Linked DNA regions of Mus musculus: region 1 is linked to region 2. Evidence: chromatin contacts called from public promoter capture Hi-C data. All regions are on one chromosome and are shown on one strand. Each heading gives the region's core, a stretch centred on a gene start, on an enhancer-like site or on the middle of the called end of the contact. The rest is flanking DNA. Distances are from core to core; before and after follow the strand shown.

What was found. Capture Hi-C pulls out chosen DNA fragments and counts their contacts.
Region 1: a promoter capture Hi-C map of adipose tissue shows a contact between it and region 2. The contact joins two enhancer-like sites. A contact is called at or near these places in 1 of 115 datasets of contacts at active chromatin or transcription factors (embryonic stem cells) and 2 of 9 other capture datasets (adipose tissue and pancreatic islet).

Annotation. Positions count from the first base shown.
Region 1 is chr11:103,398,213-103,403,133 of GRCm38.p6, forward strand. All of the region lies in intron 2 of Plekhm1 (pleckstrin homology domain containing, family M (with RUN domain) member 1), which reads right to left. Among named protein-coding and RNA genes, the nearest start is that of Plekhm1, 12 kb to the right of the region's middle. Within about 2 kb of position 1,924, at least 62 of the 459 cell types and tissues checked have an H3K27ac peak or open chromatin away from gene starts, as enhancers often do. A contact at or near this core is called in adipose tissue, where this site is marked.
Region 2 is chr11:103,289,116-103,294,095 of GRCm38.p6, forward strand. No RefSeq gene overlaps it. Among named protein-coding and RNA genes, the nearest start is that of Map3k14, 24 kb to the left of the region's middle. Within about 2 kb of position 3,241, at least 84 of the 459 cell types and tissues checked have an H3K27ac peak or open chromatin away from gene starts, as enhancers often do. A contact at or near this core is called in adipose tissue, where this site is marked.

The DNA of each region.
Region 1 (4,921 bases), core at 674-3,173, 110 kb after region 2:
TAGACCAGGCTAGCCTTGAATCTAGAGATCTATCTGAACCACCATGCCCCGCAGAGGCCATTGCTTGAAGACAGAAATTGGTTTTTCTTTTCTCCTCATGTCTCTAACACTTGCCACTGTGTCTGATACAATAACATATATAAGGCATGCAATTCCAAATGTACACCAGGTGTTGGTGGGAAAATCATACAATCATAGATATGAGTGTATCAAATCTTTAGTGTTTAGCAAAGAACTAGACAGAACTGCAGAAGAACCGGTTTGAAGCAAGTATTAAGTTATAGATAAATACTTCACTTTTATTCTGACTTAATCTGAACAGAGGGTGTTGTTTGGAAAGTTGAATTTTAAAAATTAACAAGTTATAATTTACACTAACTTCTCTGATTTAAATGACAAACTTCGGGGTTTGTTTGTCTTGCTATTTTTGATCCTCCCCAGAAGTAACCACATTTTTCAATTTTGGTTAACTTTTACTTTCACAAATTATTACTACTACTGCTACTATTTTAATTTATTGACACTGAGCATTGCGGCACATTCCTTTAATCTCAGCACTCAGGAGGCAGAAGCAGGCAGATCTCTGTAAGCCTAAGGCTAACCTGGTCTACATAAGGAATTCCAGATCAGTCAGGGCTAAACAGTAAGACCCTGTCTCAAATGAAACAACCAACCAAGCAGATTCATTTACAATGGCTGCTGAGAGGAGAATCAGCCTTCTATAGGATGAGCACTAGTAGGCTGTCTAGTCCCCCATATGCAGAAGATTATATCCACAAGTATGTGTTTGTATACGTGTGAGGGTAGCAACAAGAAGCATAGAAGAAGAGATCATGAACTTGGAAGTGAGTGCTGGAGGTAGGAGGGCTAGAAATGACAGTGCTCACATATGAAATCCTAAAAAAAAGAAAAAAGGAAAAGGTTTGCTTGGCAGGAGCTGGAGAGGTGGCTCAGCTTAGGAGCACTGGCTGCTCTTGTAGAGGCCCAGGTTTGCTGCCTAGCATGCACATGGAGCTCACATCTGTAACTACAGTATAGAAATCTGATGCCCTCTTCTGGCCTCCACAGGCACCATGTGTGCATGTGATACATTTACATTTTTGGGCAAAATGTTCATATAAAAATAAAACCTCTAGGCCGGGTGGTGGTGGTACACGCCTTTAATCCCAGCACTTGGGAGGCAGAGGGAGGTGGATTCCTGAGTTCGAGGCCAGCCTGGTCTACAAAGTGAGTTCCAGGACAGCCAGGGCTACACAGAGAAACCCTGTCTCGAAAAAACAAAACAAAAAACTGAAAAAATATAAAACCTCTAAAAAAACCTTACTTTTAGTTTATGTGTATATTTTGCCTTCATGTAAGTGCACTGTGTGTGTGTGTGTTTATGTATGTATGTATGTGTGTGTGCACGTGTGCGGTACTCATAGGGACTAGAAGAGGATGGTGGATCCCCCTGGAACTGGAATAATAGGCAGTTGAGAACTAACACACTGGGTACTAGGAACTGAATCAGGGTCCTCTCAGCAAGTAAGGCCAGGAGTGGTGGCACACGCCTTTAATCCCAGCACCTGATCTTTGAGGCCAGACTGTTGCACTAGTGAATTCAAGGACAGCCAGGGCTACAAGAGAAAATTTCAAACAAAACAAAAACTAACCAAACAAAACCCAGTAGCAAGTGTGCTTAACTCTCAGGCACCTCTCCAGTATTATTTTATGTTTTTATCATTACTTTTAATCATAGATGTATTCCTAAACAAACAATACCAAAATTGCATTTACTCTGTCTACAGTTAATTAAACTTCTTGATCTGAAAATTTACAGTCAATAAAATACAAAGTTTTGGAAAAGGAAGTTCAGTGTTTTGTAGCATAATCAGAGAATTGTGCAACCTGTGCCATTAACTAATTTTAGAGCATTTCAACACCCCTGAAACAAACAGTGTATTCATGGCAGGGGGTGGGGTGGCTGCAGGGTAATCTGACTCAACAGATTTATCTATTTTGGACATTTCAAAGAAATGGAAACACACAGCATGTGACTTGGAGTTTGGTTCCTATGACTCGGCATGTGATCACGGGTTATCCGCACTACAGCACATTATCAGAACGTAGTTCCTTCTTACTGTCAGGTAAGACCACTCACATCTACTGCATGGATACACCAAGCTTTATTTATCTCGCCATTCATGAGAAAACGAATACCTGGCTGGATGGCACTTTTTGACTACAGTGCTGCTCTGAGCGTTTTTATCCACATCTTTATGAAGACATACTTCCAGGTCTAGAACCGATGAGCCATTGACATGTGAGCTCGCACAGTGACAGGCTTGCAACCATGACTGCTAAAGCTGAGGTCTTTGACAGTGATAGGCTTGCAACCCCGACTGCTAAAAGCTGAGGACTTACACGTGACTTCGAGGCTGTCTTGATAGTTAAGTTTAAGGCCAGCCTAGACTACATAGTAAAACCTGCCTTCAAATCCAAAGAATTGTTAAATCACATAAAATCTATGCTCCCCATGCCAGCCCGGGGATGTGGCTCAGGGGTAGAGCACTGCTTATATTTGTGGGATCTTGTCTTTCATCTTCAACACCAGAAAGAAAAGGAATTAAAAACAACCTTGCCAGGCAGTGAGTGGTGGGGCACGCTTTTAATCCCAGCACTTGGGAGGCAGAGGCAGGTGGATTTCTGAGTTCAAGGCCAGCCTGGTCTACAGAGTAAGTTCCAGGACAGCCAGGGTGACACAGAGAAACCCCATCTCGAAAAAACAACAACAAACAAACAACCCCCCTCCCCAGACCCCAAAACCAACCTCAAGGAGCTGGAGGGATGGCTCAGTGGTTAAGAGCACTAAATGCTCTTCCAGAGGCCCTAAGTTCAAATCCCAGCAACAACATGGTGGCTCACAACCATCTGTAATGAGATCTGATGTGTCTGAAGACAGCTACAGTGTTCTTATATATAATAAATAAATAAATCAAAAGAAGAAAAAAAGTTAAAAAAAAACCCAAAGCCTCAAAAGGCCTATTTATGTTTTCTAGGAAACAGAACTGTTTGCCAAAGTAGCCATGATCTTTACATTCTCAGAGATTAGAGAAGAGGTCTAGCTTTTTCATTTTTTTTGTCAACACTTGCTGATGTCTTTCTTATTACAGCCACCTTAATGGAGTAAGGCAACACCTTACCATGGCTTTCTCTTACATTTCACTGGGCTTAATAGCAATTAATTTAAAAGTAATAAACAGTAATAGAAAAAGCATCGTTTTGTGTACTTCCTGGCTTATTTGCATATCTTCCTTGGAGAAATCCTTTGTCCACTGTGTAACTTGTTTTTATGTGTGCTGTGTGGGCTTGTGTGTGTCAGTGCATGTGCAGAGCAACATATACATGTGGGCTGAGTGTCTTAGTCACACTACACATTAATCTTTTTTGTTATTATTGTGGTTTTTCCATACAGGGTTTCTCTCTGTAGCTCTGGCTGTCCTAGCACTCTGTACACCAGGCTAGCCTGGAACTCAGAGATGCACCAGCCTCTGCCTCCCAAGTGCTGGGATTAAAGCATGAGCCACCAGGCCCAGCACACATACACTATTCTTATAGGTTATGTCTCTTACTGAACTTGTGCTCAGCGATTCATGGCCTACCTGGCCAGTGAACCCTGAGGATTTCTCAGAAATGTGCCCTCCCTCTCCCTAACTGGGGTTATAGATAAAGACTGCCACAAGAGTTCTGGAGATTCAAACACAGGGCTTCACACCAGCACACACCATGGATAGCCATTTCCCAGCCCCCAGACTCTCTCTGAAAGGCTGAAATAGTTCTCACTCTATTTTGCGTACCAGACCTTTTTCAGAGAGAATAGCTTCTCTTTTCCTATGGACACTATCTTTTCATCCCCCCTCCAACACTTTATGAATAGTGTCCTTTGAAGCAAAGATTTCAATCTCGGGGTTGAATTTTAAATGTTACTTAAAATATATTATACATTATATAAAAGGCTAAAACTATTTCCAACTGAGTGCCTACCAAGTGCTGTGTCGGGGGATGCGGGGATAACTAGGCTTAAGCCTCAAGGGGTGGGGGGTCTGTGCACCTCTTGCTAGGAGGAGGTGAGGGCTCTGCTCCAGAGGGCCCAGCATGAAACAAGAATGACATCACAGGCCTAGCTGGAAGCCAGCAGGGGAACAGGTAGAGCTGACCCTCTAGTGGCCAGGAGAGGGAAGGCAGCTCTCTGAGGGCAGCAGCTCCTTGTGGCAGAAGATTCTGGTAACTAGAGAGCAGTACTGGGAGGAAAGAATTCTCCAAAGAAGCCATCATAGGATTCCACTGAGTCAAAAAGCTATATGACCTCCTGCCTTTTCAAGGACACAGCAGCCAGTCCAGAGCACCTAGGCAAGTCCAGGGCCAAGCACAGGGGAAAAAAAAACCACACATACACAACCATGACTACGAGAGGTTGTTGAAGAGGTAAACTGGCCACAAATATGTTTGCTTAAAGTTTCCCTGGAAAGCAGTACATGACAAAGATATATATGTATACATGCGGCCAACTTAACCCCACTATTGAAACTAATGAAATCAGCTTCGTCAGACAACTGAGGGCTTGAGCACACTGTAAAGTGCACACAAGCATGAAGACTTGAGTGGGATCCTCAGCACCCACATAAAAAACTGCACACGGTGACATCTGCAGTCTCAGCACTGGGGAGAGGGAGAGAGAATTCCAGGACTTGCTGCCAAACTAGTCCAACCAAATCAGCAAGCTCCAAAGTCACTGAGAGGCCCGGTCTCAAAAAGCAAGCGTGGGTGATTGGCAGGATGGCTCAGTGGGTAAAAGTACTTGCTGCCAAGCCTGACCTGGCTCAGTCTGCAGAACCCACATGATGGAAAGAGAAAACAGACTCCCATAGGTTTTCCATGACAT
Region 2 (4,980 bases), core at 1,991-4,490:
AAGGGAGGTAGCTCACATCCATCATCCCAGCTCTTGGAAGGCTGAAGCAGAAGTGTTGCTGCAAATTTAAGGCCTACAGTCAATTCCAGGCCAGTCTAGACTACAAAATGAGCCCCTGTGTTAAATAAGCAAATTGTACAGGGAGCAAGAACTCCACTCAGCTCCATGGGGAGCTATGGAGGGAGGCAGGCCATGCAAAGCCGTAGGCAGAATGCCTGGTGGTGGAACATCCCTCTAGTGTCAGGGTGAGTGAGACCCACAGGACAGGCAGCTTCAGGACAGACAGACAGAGCAGAAACAAGACCGGAAGGCCGAGGTGCCTGACCTGGCAGGAGAGACAGGAGCTGTGCTATTGACTCAGGCCCCAGCCAATCAAATAAGGCAGAGAAGATGCTCCAGAGTCACCTGTGGTAGTCAGGAGAGAGGATCTGTGGGCCAGCTCAGCAAGGGGAAGGAAGAATGGGGAACCAGCCAGGGAGGCCAAACGGGGCAGGCCAGGCCTTACTCTTGCGGATCCATAGAAAGCCAGGTAGGATTTCCTCTACTGTGGCTGAGAACCAGTCTAGGTGGAGCCAGGGCAGGAAGTGAGCACAGCAGCTCTGGTGGCATTGACTGTGGCCCCTTAAATCCTGGGTCTCAATTTACCAATCTGTGACGTGAGGAAAGATATGATAAAACTCCTTTTTGTTAGGTGTAGTGATGTACACCTGTAGTCCCCGTATTTGGGAGGCTGAGGCAGGACCATCAAGAGTAGCCAATCAGGACTACATACTGAGCCTGCGTCTCAACAAACAAAACAACAAAACCCACAAACAACTGTTCTCAGGAAGCCTGTGAAAACCAGTCATGGGCAAGTAATGAGCATGGTGTCTGGTCCCGGAGAGTTTTACGTTACTGTGTCACCAAATACCAGTGACTGTCACTGATAAGGTATATCTCATTTTTACAAAATATTAGTGTGCGGGGCGGGGGGCGGGGGGGAGGACTTGCCACATGTGGAGGTTCAAGGAAAATGTTTGGGAGTTGGTTCTTGCCTCCTATTTTGCTGAGGTGGGTCTCTCTTGATGGCTCTATTGCTGACCTGGAGGCTAGCTGTCCCGTAGGCTTGCAGATGAGATTACAGATGCACACCACCAACATTCAACTTTTTTTCCTTTTTTGTTTTTGTCTTTTGTTTTGTGTTTTGTTTTGTTTTGGGGACAGGGTTCCTCTGTGTAGTCTTGGCAGTCCTGGAGCTCACTCTGTAGACCATGCCGGCCTTGAACTCAGAGAGGCACCTGCCTCTGCCTCCAGAGTGCTGGGATTAAAGGCATGCACCATCACCACCAGGCCACATCTAGCTTTTGATGTGGATTCCTGGGCTCCAACTCCAGTCGCAGCAAGCATTTCTACCTGGCGAGCTCTCTCCTCGGTCACACATCCCTTTTTTTTTAATTATTATTTTTTTAATTAGGTATTTATTTCATTTACATTTCCAATGCTATCCCAAAAGTCCCCCATACCCTCCCCCACCCACTCCCCTACCCACCCACTCCCACTTCTTGGACCTGGCGTTCCCCTGTACTGAGGCATATAAAGTTTGCAAGACCAAGGGGCCTCTCTTCCCAATGATGGCCGACTAGGCCATCTTCTGCTACATATGCAGGTAGAGACACGAGCTCCGTGGGTACTGGTTAGTTCATATTGTTGTTCCACCTATAGGGTTGCAGACCCCTTTAGCTCCTAGGGTACTTTCTCTAGCTCCTCCATTGGGGGCCCTGTGTTCCATCCTATAGCTGACTGTGAGCATCCACTTCTGTGTTTGCCAGGCACTGGCATAGCCTCACCCGAGACAGCTATATCAGGGTCCTTTCAGCAAAATCTTGCTGGCGTATGCAATGGTGTCAGCATTTGGAGGCTGATTATGGGATGGATCCCCGGGTGTGGCAGTCCCACATCCCTTTTAAAGACATGAGTGTCAGCAGCACGTAGCCCCAGAACTGAGGAGATGTGGTTTCGTTGCTCATTTTTTCACAGAGGACATCAGTATAAGCACTGGGGAGCATGACACGTTCCTGGACATTTTCTATGTGCCAGGCACAGAGCCGAGGCCTTGCAATCATCTATCATTGAACCCTTAAGTAGCGCCGTGAGGACTTTACAGAGTGATCTTCACTTTTCAGATGAGGTTTTGGAAAATGAGGTGACTCGCCCTTGAGGATCACACACTTTTGCCCGCATAAATGGTGGGCATCCCTTTATCATCCACATCCAGGGCAGCCCTGCCCTTGGTTGGCTTCGTCTGATCCAGTTCAGATTCCTTGGTTCTGAACTTGGCTTCTACCACTGGGGAACTTTAAGAAACCCTAAGCCTGGCCTCCATCAGAGAGATTTTGATGCAATCCAAATGGGGTGTAGCCTGGACCTGGGGACAGTTTTTAAAGGACACCAGGGGGTTCTAATGTGCCTCCAAGGGAGAGGACTACTGCCTCCTTTGTGTGTGACTAGAGGGGGCTCCTAACCTCTCTTAGGTTTCTCCTTGGCTCCTGAAACTCAGCCCATAGAAGAACAAAGCTTTTGGTGTGGTGTGCAAGCATAAATGGCATAGAATGTGAAGAGTTGATTGGCTGCCCAAGCAAGTGTTGAAGTCTCTTTTGTGTCTTCAGTGTGAACTGGGAAGAGGAGCTGGTCCTGAGAGGGATTCCAATGTCTGGAGACACCTGTCCTCATCTTGGCTTTCCTCCATGTATTGTGTGTGTGCATGTGTGTGTGTGTGTGTGTGTGTGTGTGTGTGTGTGTGCGTGTGTGCGTGTGTGCATGTGTGTGTGTGTGTTGGGGATGGTATTGGTCTTTATTTATATGGGCTCAAACCTTTTAAGCAAGCACACACCCCAACTTGGGCCCGTATAAATAAGGACCAATCCACCTCCCCACTTTCCCACCTTCCAATCTCTGCTACCCTCTGTGACAAGCCATTCCTGTGCAGGCTGGGAACACAATCCCCAAGACCCAGATTTCTAGCAGTTTCTAGCCTGCACATCTGTGTAGCTTCCCCAGGGTTCAGCTTGCCCCGATTTCTGAAGTTTATTTGTTTAACACAACCGGAGTGATTGCAAAGCTTCCTTCCCAGAAGACACCACTGTGCTTGGCGGGTTATGAAGCAACTCAGAGTAAATTTACGAGGTGTGGACAAGCAGAGGCCGTGGGGACCAGCGTTTTGCCGCAAAGCCTCTTCTGTGATCCGCTGGAGGCTTATCTTCAGTACGGGGAGGGAGCCCAATCATTTCCTCTCCTTTGCAGTTCTCTGGAGCCACCCCTTTTCAAGGGAGCCCTGTTCTTGTTCCCGTGGTTACCACTTGATTGGCAAGGTTTTATAGTTCTTGGACCAGAGAAGAAATGGAAATTCCAAGGAAGAGACGGGGAGATCTAACAAGGGTTTTTAATGAGATTCAGGAGTGAGTGAATGACCTCAGAGCATCCTGGAGCCGACCTTAGGGTGTGGCTAGGAAGTTGTTCCTGGGGAACTAACTACTCTTTCAGATGTTTTTCCAAAGTCAGGCTGAGGAGCCTCTCCACTTTGGAACCTAATCAGGCCATGATGATTTTACAAATCAGCAAAATCTATCCCAAGCTCAGGCAGGCCCCAGTGTTCTGAATGGTACAACTTGCACATTTGAGGTCGAGCCTAATTGGATACAAAGAGGAAGGATATTCCCGACAGGGCAGACTTTTCCAGGAACACCTTGGCACATAGCCCTCTTTACCCTTTCTCTCCAGTTCATGTTTGGGAACACACCCAAAGCGAGGAGCCAGCAAAAAAGACTACTGGGGGGAGGGGGAAGGGGCTGGAAAGATGGCTCCGTTAGTAAAAAGCTGCCCCACAAGTGTGAGGACCTGGATTCGAATCTCCAGTACCCACACAGCAGGAGCTTGTCTGTGACTCCAGCTCTGGGGTTGGGGCCTGGAAACAGGAGATTTCTAGATCTCATTGCTCAGTCAGCCTGGCCAAGTGGGTGAGCTTCAGGTTCTGTGGAAGACCCTGCACCTCTCCAGGGCTGGAGAGATGATGGCCCAGTGGTTAAAGAGCGCTAGCTAGTCTTCCAGAGCACCGGAGTTGCATTCCCAGCACCCACATGGTGGCTCACAGTCATCTGTAACTCCAGTTCCAGGGGAGCCAGTGTTCTCTCTGGCCTCCTTGGGGACCAGGCACACGGGTGGTGTACAGACATACATTCCAACAAAACACTCACACACATAATAAAATAATTAAAGAATAGAAAAGGGAAGAAAGTTGAAATCAACTGCTTTAAAAAGGGTGCTTTTAAAAATTATTTATTAATTATTACACAAAATAATTACATGTTTATTTCTGTAGTGATTACAGTGTGAGTGTGAATGGGACATTAGTTACTTAAAATTCTACCTGTGTTTTTAAAACACAAATAAATTATAATTTATGGACAAAGTGATTCATATGAATTGATACTTTAAAAGTCTTTGCTCTGCCAATCTGAAATAATAAGTTCCATATCTACTCATGCTTAACTGTTTTGTATTTTATGTAAAAGGAAATAAATATCAACATGGTAAAAAAAAAAGAAAGAAAAAGAAAAGGGAAGAAAGAAAGAAGAAAAGAAAGAAAGAAGTCCCTGTCTAAAAAAATAAGGCAGAAGAGCAACTGATATCATGAACTTCTGGCTTCTGTTTGCACGTGTGCACACAGGTGCACACATGTGCACACAGGTGCACACATGTACACATACGTGTCCTACCCTCCTACGTTGTGGGGGTGGAGCTTTCTTGATGAAACCCACTCACTTGGCAGGAACTTGCAGTGGGGGACATAGACCGAAGGCCTGTCCTAACTACACAAACAGACTGGTGCTCAGGCTCGGCCAAGGGGAACATTAAGCACCTCTTATACTATTTATCCCCCAACCGGCAGCCTGGCACGTTACCTATTGATCTTATCAACCTAACCGCCAAATACTAATTTATCCT